Linked DNA regions of Mus musculus: region 1 is linked to region 2. The links are chromatin contacts, called in public Hi-C maps. All regions are on one chromosome and are shown on one strand. Each heading gives the region's core, a stretch centred on a gene start, on an enhancer-like site or on the middle of the called end of the contact. The rest is flanking DNA. Distances are from core to core; before and after follow the strand shown. Region 1 holds the start of Cibar2 (CBY1 interacting BAR domain containing 2). Region 2 overlaps 6430548M08Rik (RIKEN cDNA 6430548M08 gene).

Region 1 (5,918 bases), core at 7-2,506, 46 kb before region 2:
CCAGTAAGGCGATGCTCTGAGACCCAGGGTGGACATGTACTTTGGGGAGACACTTTTCAATTCAGCTAACACCTCAGAAGGGAGGGATTACGGACCAGGAGACACAGAGCATCATTCAGAGAGAAAAATCACAGGACTGGCACAGCCCCGGTAGGAGTTCAGGGCCATGGCTGCCCCTAAACAGAGGGCACAGTACCGTAAAGGACACACAGAGATTTGTGTTGTCTGGGGAAACCTGTCCCTGCCCCCCAAAAGGGGAGCATAACACATGTGCCACAGAGACCCAGCACTCAGGTGTGCTCTGAGGGCTCGCTGGACAGGGGACCCGGCTCCCAGTGCCCAGCCCACCTATCTCCTCATCCCTGCCGCAGGGGCTCCAGTTCCTATTGGGCGATTGTCTAGGAGACTAGAGAGACCAGGGCTTTGCTTTCAGGCCACACAGCAGAGCTGAGGCGTGGGGTTTGAATCTGAAGCAGCTGACCGTAATGTTTCTGCCTTACTAAGTGTTTAAAACAAATCCCAGCATGATGGAGCTGGGACGCACACAAAAAAACGACCCAGTGTGACAGGCGTCCCGTGGAACTATCAATATCTTGCCTTGGGTTCTCTGCCTCCACCACCAGGCCTGCTTTGCACCTTAAGTGAAAAGGGGAGTGGGGCGGGGCGAGTGGGGCGGGGCGGGGCGGGCGGGGCGGGGCGGGGGCTGTGACCCGCAGACCTCTCAACGTGTTAGTGCTCTGACGCTGGAGTCACCTTCCCCAAGTCTAACAGTGGGAGTCGCATACTCTGGGAAGCCCAGGACTGCCTGATTCGCTAGGCACTCCTCTGAGCTGCTGCCTGTCCCCCCGCACCCCCCCCCCCCGCACTCCTTTGGTTCACCTTCTCCGCTTCCCTTTACCGTCTACTCCCCCCACCCTCAGTGACACTGGCTCCCACGCCCCGCCCACCGGGCCTTCTGCCTTGAGGGTGGAGGAGACTCTACACAGCAGGGTCCAGGGTGAAGTCCCAGGCAAGCTCCCTTCGGGGATCTCCCTGTCCGTTCCTGGTGGTTACAAGCACTTTGAACCCCCAAGAACACCATATTCAAAGGCATGTGGAGGTTCTGTGTCCCACTTCCAATTCATTTCAGAGAGTGGTTAAGCCCCAAGGCAAAGCTGGCCCTCCTCACCCCGCAGGGGAGGCCCTGGTTGCCCAGCAACCAGCTGGGCTCCTCCCAGGGCTTGCCTGGGGATGGCCCGTTGCCTGGCAACCAGGCAGCAGAGTCCCTTGAGCTTAGCCAGACCACACAGCTGGGCCCAGTACTAGCTGCCTTCTCTCTGACTAGGGGACCCCTGGGGCCCTGTCCTTATCCTCCCCAAGATCCTGGCAGCAGGTGCCTCTCTCTGTCCACAATGAACGTCGTCCTCTCCAGGTGAGCAGCCTGCGCTGCTGGGAGGGGTATGCAGGTGGGATCCTCACGTTCTGCCACATCGGGGAGGAGGGCAGGTGAGCCCCCTGCCATCCCTTCTCAAAGTGGAGGGAGGGCTTGAAGCATAGAGGTTACCAGAATGCGATCTGTCGGCCTCACCTGTGCTGCGTGAAGAGCAAGTGTAGCCACTCTCTGGTCTGTTCCCTGCTTTTGCTTGCCCCCTAGGAACCCCTCCAAAAACCCAGGCCCCAGACCTTGACACTGCTCCCTCTAATGGCCCCAGACTCCCTGTCACCTGCCCTCCCTGATTGCCTTTGAGTCTCCCTAGGACTCAGACTTCCAGTGTCCTGGATGCACCCAGAATGCTCTTTAAAAGCTGGCTTCCAGCCTTACCCACGGGGCCTGCTTGCCTGTCTAACTGTGTATGAGTGACAGCCATCCTGGAGTCTGGCCTGCTGTATGCCCTTGGGCGGGATGCTTTGCATCTCTGGGCTTTTGTTTACTTGATTAAAAAAAAAATGTCAATAGCAACCTCTTCTAGGGAAGTGTGAGCGGAGCATTTGCAAACTACAAAGTTGAAGCTCATTAGCAGGCGTGAGACAGTGCTCCTTATGGGGTCTGCCAAGTGGCCACCACTAGAGGCCACAAGAGGGGCTTGGGTTCTAGAGAAGGGAGGGCAGCAAGGGACAGGAAAGACCTGGGGCTGAGGGGAGGGGACTGTGACAGGACGCCTCAGGAGCCTCCTGTACCCTTATGAAGACTGAGCACACAGGTTGTCACTAACGCTGGCTGTGGGCAGGATGCGGGGTGTGGGAGGCGGCATGAGCCCTGGAGGTGTGTCAGAGAAGGCAAGCGTGTGGCATGCGGTGGTCAGTGGTCTGCAAAGAGCTCTGTGGAGGAGCCCAGGGCTGGTGGGAGGGAGAAGGGACCAGGCAGAGGAGTAAGGGTGATAGAGAGCCCAAGTACTCCGCAGGGAGCTTGATGGGGTCGGATGGCATCGTGTAGCATCCAGTGACAGCCATCACAGCTGTCCACAACTCCCTATCAGAGCATCCTTGGTACCAAATGGACTGCAAGATGCAAGACACTGGGAAGGGAGTATAAATTAAGTATAAATTTAATTATGAGTATAAATTAATTATGTATGTGTGTGTCTCTAACACTGTGCACACTGTGCAGAGGACAGAGGAAGACACTGGGTGTCCCCTCGATTGCTCTTGCTTATTTATTGAGACAGGATCTCTCACTGAATCAGGAGCTGGGCTGGCAGATAAAAACTCAGGCATCCTTCTGTCTCAGAGCCCCACAATGCTGGAGTTACAGGTGTATGTGGGGGCCACTCCTGACCTTTTGTCTTGTTTAAGATTGTGTGTGTGTGTGTGTGTGTGTGTGTGTGTGTGTGTGTGTGTGTATTTTGCATTGTTTTGTTTTTTGAGGCAGGGTTTCTTTATGTAGTCCTTAGCTGTCCTAGAACTCTCTGTGTAGACCAGGCTGGTCTCAAAATCCCAGAGATCAGCCTGTCTCTGCCTCACCAGTGCTGGGATTCAAGGCATGCCTGACCACACCCAGTTCATGTTTTTAGATTATCAGTAATGCACTTAGGTATATACAGAGGTGGATTTGTGCACAGGAGTACAAGTGTCCGAGGAGGACATATTGCTCTGAGCTGCAGCTACAGGTGGTTGTGAGTCTGAGAACTGAATTTGGGTGTTTCTACAAAAACAATAGACAGGCTTAACCACTGAGTCATCTCTTCAGCTCCTCCCCCCATTTAACACAGGGGCTGGGGATCTGAACTCCGGTCTCCATGCTTGTGTGGTGTCCGTCTCCCCCCTCCCCCCAGCTGTTTCTCCAGACCCTTGAACTATCTGTCAGCCTCAAATAGATTCCCAAAGGGCCATTCATTTAACCCAAAAGCTTCTAAGAAGGGAGAAAGAGGAACTAACAGGAAAAGGCCCATGGGTGTGGAGGGGGCTGGAGGAGAGGCTTCTGTGGCTGGTACAGTGGAGTGCACGAGACTGTGGGGGTGCTGCAGCCCTTCACAGGTCCCAGGGAACAAAGGGCCCACCTGATCTATCAACTCTTGCTCAACCACGGGGCACCGGCAGGTCTTGTCTTCTGCCTCACTGGGCTCACGATATTCCTCAGAACTGCCCAAGGACCAGGTGCTTGGATGGATTCAAGGCATGCCTGACCACACCCAGTTCACGTTTTTAGATTATCAGTAATGCACTTAGGTATATACAGAGGTGGATTTGTGCACAGGAGTACAAGTGTCAAGTGCTTGCCCACTGGAGAGGTGGGTATGGTGGTTCCAGTGAGCGTGGACTTTCTGCACTTAGCGCTATCCCCCCACCCCCACCCCCACCCAGGGACAGCCAGGTGAGGGCCATGGAGAACACGGTGACAAATGCTGAGAGGTATTTCGGTCAGTTCTGCTCACTGCTGGCCTCCTACACACGCAAGACGGCCCGACTTCGTGACAAGGCTGACCAGCTGGTGAAGCAGCTGATAGACTTTGCCAACACGGAGAACCCTGAGCTGCGGGCCACCATTCGAGACTTCGCCGAGGACCTTGCCAAAGTGCAGGATTATCGGCAGGCAGAGGTGATCATAGCTCTGGGCGGGAGGGCGAGCAGGGGACATCCCCTCCCCTCGTGGTCATGCTGGTGACAGGGTAGAGAGCTAGAGGGCTTCGTGGGGTTGAGTGAGGGCTGCTGGAGTCAAGGGGACCTGGAAGCCCCTATTGGGAGTCCCATGAGGGCCATAGATTCCTGTGCAGTCCAGAGGATAAAGGAGATGGCGGTGGAGCGATCAATGTCTTTTTGGAAACACCCTGTATGACTGGCAGAGATGAATGCACAGGTCTCCTATGGCCAAGCACTACAGAGGGATACACATGGCACAGGTTGTGTGACAGACAGATCCTGCTACACCCACACATAGCCAGGATGTGTGAGCTCTTGGGACAGGGTGACTGTCCCTGAAAGAGACAGCTAAGCTTCTCCCACGGTGCATGGTGAATGGAGATGTCACATGATCACCTGGGTGGCTTCCTCTGCTCGCTGTCCTTTTCGTAGGGACAAGATCAGTCTGTAGCACAGTCTGGCCTGGATCTCAAGGCCAGCCCCCTGCCTCAGCCTCCTGGGTGCCAGAATTTCGAGTATGAGGCACCCTTTCTTGGTCTAACCAGTGGAAAAATTGAAGCTTCCAGCTCCGTGTTGGGCAGTTGAGCACCACCCAGCATCTTTACCTAGCATCCTCCCCCTCAGCACCCCCAACTCAGCATCCCCACCCAGCACCTCCACCTCAGCACCCCCACCTCAGCATCCCCACCTCAGCATCCCCACCTCAGCATCCCCACCTCAGCACCCCCACCTCAGCATCCCCACCTCAGCATCCCCACCTCAGCATCCCCACCTCAGCATCCCCACCTCAGCATCTCCACCTCAGCATCCCCACCTCAGCATCCCCACCTCAGCATCTCCACCTCAGCATCCCCACCTCAGCACCCCTACCTCAGCATCCCCACCTCAGCATCCCCACCTCAGCACCTCCACCTCAGCATCCCCACCTCAGCACCCCCACCTCAGCATCCCCACCTCAGCATCCCCACCTCAGCATCCCCACCTCAGCATCCCCCCCAGCATCCCCACCTCAGCATCCCCACCTCAGCATCCCCACCTCAGCATCCCCACCTCAGCATCCCCACCTCAGCATCCCCACCTCAGCACCTCCACCTCAGCATCCCTACCCAGCATCTCCACTCAGCCTCAGGGCCTGACTTCTACCCCGCCTTCCATGCTGAGAACTGGCCCTGAGCCTGAGAAAGAGCTTATGCAGCCACCAAGAAGGACATTCTGTTCTAAAACTTTTAGAACATTAAAGGGACAACAGAAGGAATTGCTACTGAGTTTTCTGAACTCAAGGAAAGGGTGGGGATGCCCCTCCCATGATCCTTTAGCATGACATCATCCCTTTCAAGGGTCAGGGAGCTGGAAACCAGTGGCCTTGTGGTCCTGTCACTCCTGCTTCTTTGGCAAGCCCAACCCCCAAGATGCCAGGAGCCATGACAGGCAGACAGATCTCTCTTGCTGCCATGCCTAGACACTGGCACCCAGGCCTTCTCCATCCAACCCAGAACTCCTTTGCTGCTGGTGCAACCCCAAGACCCAGAACATCGCCTTATGATTCTACAAGGTCCTGGGGGTATGCTAGCTTGTGGCTGCTGAGGTCAGACACCTCACATCTAAGGAAGGAGGGTTTATCAGGCTCACGTGGTAGGAAAGTCAAGTCATAGTGGCTAATGTGACATAGCTGGTCACATAGTCTCTGCAGTTTGGAAGCAGAGTGGCAGGGGCTGTTGCTCATCTCAGTTTCTCCTCTTTCTTCAGTTCCACTCTCCAGCCAGTGAAATGGAGGCACCTACCGTTAGGGTGGGTCTTCCCATCTCAATATAATCCAATCTAGCAACTGCCCCCACAGATGTGGCCAGAGTTTGTCTTCTAGG
Region 2 (6,204 bases), core at 2,428-4,927:
TTTTAAGGACCCCTGCTCACTCCAGTTGGCCCCACTCACTCAGTCCCTGCTTGCTCTGGCCCAAAGATTTATTTATTATTATACACAAGTACACTGTAGCTGTCTTCGGACGTGCCAGAAGAGGGCATCAGATCCCATTACAGATGGTTGTGAGCCACCATGTGGTTGTGGGATTTGAACTCAGGGCCTTCAGAAGATAAGTCAGTACACTTAATCACTGAGCCATCTCTCCAGGCCTCAAAGGTATCTTAATTTGATACATTTGCAAGACTTTAAAAAAGGATGAAAGAATAAAGTAGAGAGCCACTGGCAACAGAAGGCATTGAAATGACGCCATGCTGAGCTGCCACAGGAACATCAGAGAGGAAGTGGATTTCATGGTTGGGAACAACTATTTGGAGATGGGACCATGGCCTTCCATCTGTGAGGGGCTGGACTGCTCTTCATGGCTTGTAGGGTTCAAACAGGGTAAGGCCCATTGAACAGTATGGCCCTGAACATTGGGTCTTCTTGCCAGGAAAGCCAACAGGAAGGTTTCAACAGGGAGGGGTGCCTGTTGTTTCCCTCTGAGATGTTTCTCTGTGAAACTCCTTTGTAACCCTCATCATGTTACATGCAAAGGGATGCCAAGTTTAACATCTCTGGGAAGAAGAAAATGGGAAAGAAAGGACTGACTGTTGGTCCCTAATTGAGGGGGAGAAAATGAGAGGTGATATTCTCCATGAACAGCAGCTGGTCTATACCTAGATGAACCAGGCTGGGGGCAAGCCATGACTGAGACAGGCTCCTTCCTCCTTCTTCCTTGATTTTGCTACCATGGAAAGTTCTACAATAAACACCACCCTACAGCCAACATCTAGAATGATCTAAAAGGCTAGCAGCCCAAGTGGCCATGAAGTGGGGGATGCGAATCATGATTACAAGCAATAGCTCCTCCAAGTCTGAACTCCGGGGCCCTGTGTGTCACTCAAAACTCACGAGGTGATGGTTCTATTATCTCAGGCAAGTCCACTGGTCTCTGATTGTCATCATTCCTTCACGCCAGTGTTTCCACAGTAACCACATGCTTCAGTTTGATCTCAGTCACTGGTCAGTCCTGCCTCTGCAAGGTCTGTTGGCTTGAGACAGGGTCTTTTGCTGGGTATCTCTAGGTAGCCTGGAGTTTGCTATGTAGACCAGGCTGGCCTTGAACGCAGATCTCCCTGTCTCTCTCTGCCTTCTGAGTGCAGGGATTAAAGGTGTGTGGCACCATGCCTGTCCAGCCAGGGTTTTTTAACAGGACAAACCAACAGCTAGGACAGTTGGATGCAGTCAGGCTGACTGGCTTGACTTTCCTTGCTTTTGGGTTAATTTGGCAAAATATATAAACAGTGTCTGCCTTTTGGTATGGAGAAAAGAGCAGGCCATCACCAGGTGGAGACATGCTTCCTCCCATGGGATATAAAAGTATGCCTTCCCAAAAAGCCCACTGGAGGGCACGATGGGAGCGAGAGATGGTTCCTTCTCTTCAGGTTCAGTGCTGTCTTCTGGCACAGGAGGGCCAAGCATAAAGCTGCGCACATGTAGAGGACATCTGTGTCCCGTGGGAGGAGAGATCAAGCTACTGTCCTAGAGGCAGGAAGCCCTGGCAGACTGCCCCATGTCCTCTGTGGAAAGGCCACTAGTGTCCACCTCCGCCTCCTCAGGACACCTGTCATCTCTGTCAGAGCTGCCCACACAGCTCGCCAGGGACAAAGGCAGAGATGCTGTCATGATTCAGAAGCAACCTCAGGCAGGTACTTGAGCAACTCTGAACCTTCACCACTTCAGTACTGTACACCCTGGCCTTCGAGCCTGTCTCCCTCCCTGACCTTCAAGCCTGTCTCCCTCCCTGATCTTCAAGCCTGTCTCCCTCCCTGACCTTCAAGTCTATCTCCCTCTCCTCATCTTCAAGCCTGTCTCCCTCCCTGATATTCAAGCCTGTCTCCCTCCCTGATCTTCAAGCCTGTCTCCCTCCCTGACCTTCAATTCTATCTCCCTCTCCTCATCTTCAAGCTTGTCTCCCTCTCCTCATCTTCAAGCCTGTCTCCCTCCCTGACCTTCAAGCCTGTCTCCCTCTCCTAGTTTGCCTCTCCCTCTGGCTAAATCCCTAGCTATGTGGAAGCCTGCTCCACCACATGCAGAAATCTCAAGCTGACAGTGTTCTACCTGGGGGCCTTCTGCAGGTCACTGGTATCCTCTGACCCCCTCATGTCATCGCGCCTATCTGCTTGGTCTATTTTAGGGCAATAACCTAAACGTGCAACAAAGATGGGAAAACAACCAAAGGGTGCAATAAAAATGCTGTGTAAATATTCTTACATTAATTCTGTCACTTCACTGAAATCTGAGGGCAACACTGACAGCAGGGCATTGAGGAAAATGTTATGTTCAATGAAAACAAGACCAGAACTCAAAGGGCTCAAAGGGGACTATGGCCCCTGGGAAGCCTGGCTGCCTTTGTAGGTTGCCGTAGGGATCAAATGGGTGATGGAGGCGGCCTGTCCAAGAGCTACTACTCAGCAGCATCTTAATGCTAGGTGTCGTAAGGGACTGAACACAGTCCTTCAGAGCATTTTTTTTTAATCCAGTGAGAATCATTATTGCAATAAAATTCGGGCCCCCATCTTGAGATAGGGTTTTATGTAGCTCAGGCTAGACTTAAGCTCACTATGCAGCCCAGGATGACCTTGAACTTTTGAACTTACTGTCTCCACCTCTGGAATGCTGGGAATATAGATATGTCCCACCACACTCAGTTTATGTGGTGCTGGGAGCTGACCCCAGGGCTTTGAACCTGCTGGGCAAGCATTCTACCCACTGAGCTACATGCCCAGCCCTTGTTTTTGGTCGTTTCTTGGGTGTCTACTATTTTTTGTTTTAAAGTGAGATTTCACTTTGTAATCAAGGTGGGCCTAGCTACTCAGTACATATCTCAGGCCAACCTCAAAGGAACTATCTTTCCTTTTACCTCATAGAGAATATAAATGTGAATCATCACACCCAACTTTAGCTTTGCTTTTTGAAAATTAAAAAGTAAAAAACAAACAAAGGATGAAAGAGCGCAGGCAGGTACAAGCACACTGAGAACTTTCATTATTGCTATTGTTGAGACAGGATCTCACTCTGCAGCTTACGTTGGCCTGGAAACCACCTGCCTCACCTTCTCCAGTGATGGTGAGGTACTGGTTTCTTTATAGAGCTAGATTGGCCTCTGCACAGGAGGCCACATGCACAGTGACCATCTGGATGCAAACACCCACCACCTTGCGTTCAAGCCTCCACTCTCAGAAGCCTTTCCCGACATCTCCTCCTGAAACTGTCTAATGTAGGCTGCCTGTGGCTGACCTGAGATATGTGATGCCTTGGAATATGTACATGTTCCATATGTGCCTTACATGAACTGCCCAAAGGTAACTAACTGTACACAGTATTTCTGTGTGCCCGTGCTTGACTTGGACCCTCACATGAGATCTGCCATCGTATCTCATTGGTGCCACGGGGTTTAGGACTCCTTTGCTGTCACTCACTAGCTTAGCCCAGAAGGCTGCTCACTCACTGAAGACAAAACCAGCTGACTCACAGAGGACTGCAGAGAGCCCCTGAGCAGCAGCACAGCACTTAGCTTTGTCCAACCATCTACCCTGTTCCTCTTTCCCCACATAAGCCACACGGTTCCTGGCCAGACATGCAATGACATCCCTTTTCTTTATTCAGCCCGGGTTCTCTGCTCCACGCCGTGAGGCTGGGGCTTCTAGGATCCCTGTCCATCTGGGCAAGTGCCTGGTCACCTGCCTCACCACAAATGTGGCTCTGATAACCGCAGAGAATGCAGACTGGTACCTCTGAAAATCTAATGCTGGCCGATAGGTGAGAGAAGAGATCAATATGTGACTACCACCAGAGTGGCAGGAGGCTGTCATTTCTGCCCCTGCTGTCCTCATCCTGGACTAAATATAGTGCAATACCTGGAAGAAGCATGAGGGAGAGATGGGTCTAGCCACCCAGTCCTGGCTTGGGGAAGAAGTAAGGTGACTTGCTTTCCAGACCGAGAGCCAGATCCCCAAGGTGTCCCTGCCGCCTTGTCTCTATCTTCTTCTCTCCAGTGGTCCAGTCCCCAGGCCATTCCTCATAGACAGCCTGTGTCCAGGTCCCTCATCCCTGAGGGAGGAAAGCCCCCTTTCAGTTAGAAAAGTCTAAATGGCCTGGGCGTGGTGGCACATGCCTTTAATCCCAGCTCTCAGGAGGTAGAGGCAGGTGGATTTCTGAGTTCGAGGCCAGCCTGATCTACAGAGTGAGGTCCAGGACAGCCAGAGCTATACAGAGAAACCCTGTCTCAAAAAAAAAAAAAAAAAAAAAAAACCAAACAAACAAAAAGAAAAGTCTAACTGGGTGGAAAGCCCACTGTTTCCCCTCTAGGTCTACTGGGACAAGCAAGTAAACGCAAAGACAGGAAAGCACACGGAAGCCTGCTAAGGCCCTGACTGTGGGGCTGAAGGACAGCAGAGGAGAGGACAGCTCAGAGGCCTCCCTTTATCTGTGCTGTCCTTGTTGCCCTCAGTCAACCGCAGTCTGAAAACATGAACCTGAAATGTCAGGAGTAAAATTCCTGTTTGACATACTCTTCCATCTGCTTGAGAGATCCAACATAAACATACTGTCTCTGCTACCCATTCGACGGCACTTGATAGCCATGTTGGTTATCAGATCCACTGTGCCAGGACCCAGTCTTGTGTCTCAATAGCTTTTATTTTATTTAATAATGGCCTCAAAGTGAGAAAGGTGATATGCTGGCCTAATGTCTGCTGAAGCCAAGATACCAACACTCCCTGAGAGTCTTAAACACGACTCACTCAGAGTCTTAGAAATTGACACAGGGAACACCCAGGGTTAATCCAAAATTATCCAGCACACAAAGAACCAGGCAAGTCCTTAGGAGTGAGAGTGCTCAGGCCACCTGAAAGGGCACCACGACTGGAATCAGCTGACAGAGGGTTCTGAATGGCGATTAGTAAAAACTACTCCAGGAAGCAAAGCAGGGTGGTCCAGAAGGAAAAACTTAAAAGTCTCAGGGGGAGAAGAAGATAAAGGGAAATCAAACAGAACTTGTAGAATGGAGAATAAAAAGCTCACTGGAGAGGCTTGGCAGCAGAACAGGGCAACACAGCAGACTCAGTGAACACCAAAAGGTCAGCGAGCACCTGACCCAGCAACAGAGAAGACAAGGAAATGAGCTGAGCCTGCCTGCAGCCAAGGGACAGCATCAAAGGGTCCAATGTGTGTGTGCTGCAAGGGAAGGCAGCATGAAACAGAGAGGGAAAAAACCCTGAAGCTATGGCCGACAAAGAACAAAGCCCACAGAGCCAAAAGCTGACTAATTTGAGAGACTCCATTTCACACCCCCTTACACACACACACACACACACACGCCATACACGCATCACACGCATACAATCCAACAGTCAGGGAGGACATGTCAAGGAGCATGAAAGCACAGGTATCCAGATGGAAGTATCATACAGTGGCGCATGCCTATGGTTAGCACTTGGGAGGTACAGGCAGGGAGATCAGAAGTTCAAGGGCATCCTCAGCCACATGCTGAGTCTAAGGATGTGAGACCCTGTTTCCAAAAATCCAAAGAGGGGAAAAGAAACAGCCCTGGTGTGCAGTGAGCAGACTTTAGAGAAAGTCATTTCCCTCTTACCATCCTTGCCTTGGGCATCAAGTCACTCACCTCTCTGGATGGATGGTGGCCTTGGGCATCAGGTTGCTGTGTCCTGTGCCAGACTTCACCTCTGCAGAATTACATTCATCCATTCTGTCTCTGTCCCTCTCTCTGTGTGGCTCTGTGTCTGTCTGTCTCTCTGTCTCTCTCTCTGTCTCTCTGTGTGGTCTACATGTGTACTATGTGTGTGTGCAGGTGCCTTTGGAGACCAGAAGAGGGCATCAGATTCCTTGGAACTGGAGTGACAGGTGGGTGTGAGCTGCCCCACACGGGTGCTGGGAACTGAACTGCAGTCCTCTGTAAAGCACCAGATGCTCTTAACCACTGAGCTGTTTCTACAGCCACAAGGATTAATGTTTTCTCTCTTCTGTTTTGTTCATGGCCCTATCTGAGAAGCATGATGGATGTGCTTACCCCACAGAACAAATCATCTGTACACATCTCTGGGGATCTCTCTGCAT

Evidence for each region. Hi-C and Micro-C count contacts between places; a contact is called where the count stands out from the background.
Region 1: a contact with region 2 is called in a Hi-C map of granulocyte-monocyte progenitors, with 1.9 times the contacts expected there. The contact joins the promoter of Cibar2 here to the enhancer-like site in region 2. A contact is called at or near these places in 8 of 484 Hi-C or Micro-C datasets (the C2C12 cell line, the G1E-ER4 cell line, the HL-1 cell line and 4 more), 2 of 115 datasets of contacts at active chromatin or transcription factors (embryonic fibroblasts and embryonic stem cells) and 3 of 9 other capture datasets (adipose tissue, liver and pancreatic islet).

Annotation. Positions count from the first base shown.
Region 1 is chr8:120,172,807-120,178,724 of GRCm38.p6, reverse strand. It overlaps Cibar2 (CBY1 interacting BAR domain containing 2), which reads left to right and starts at 1,256. Exons shown (of 9, transcript NM_001033980.2): 1 at 1,256-1,411; 2 at 3,781-4,015. The coding sequence starts at 1,392.
Region 2 is chr8:120,128,799-120,135,002 of GRCm38.p6, reverse strand. All of the region lies in intron 1 of 6430548M08Rik (RIKEN cDNA 6430548M08 gene), which reads right to left. Among named protein-coding and RNA genes, the nearest start is that of 6430548M08Rik, 18 kb to the right of the region's middle. Within about 2 kb of position 3,677, at least 27 of the 459 cell types and tissues checked have an H3K27ac peak or open chromatin away from gene starts, as enhancers often do. A contact at or near this core is called in granulocyte-monocyte progenitors, where this site is marked.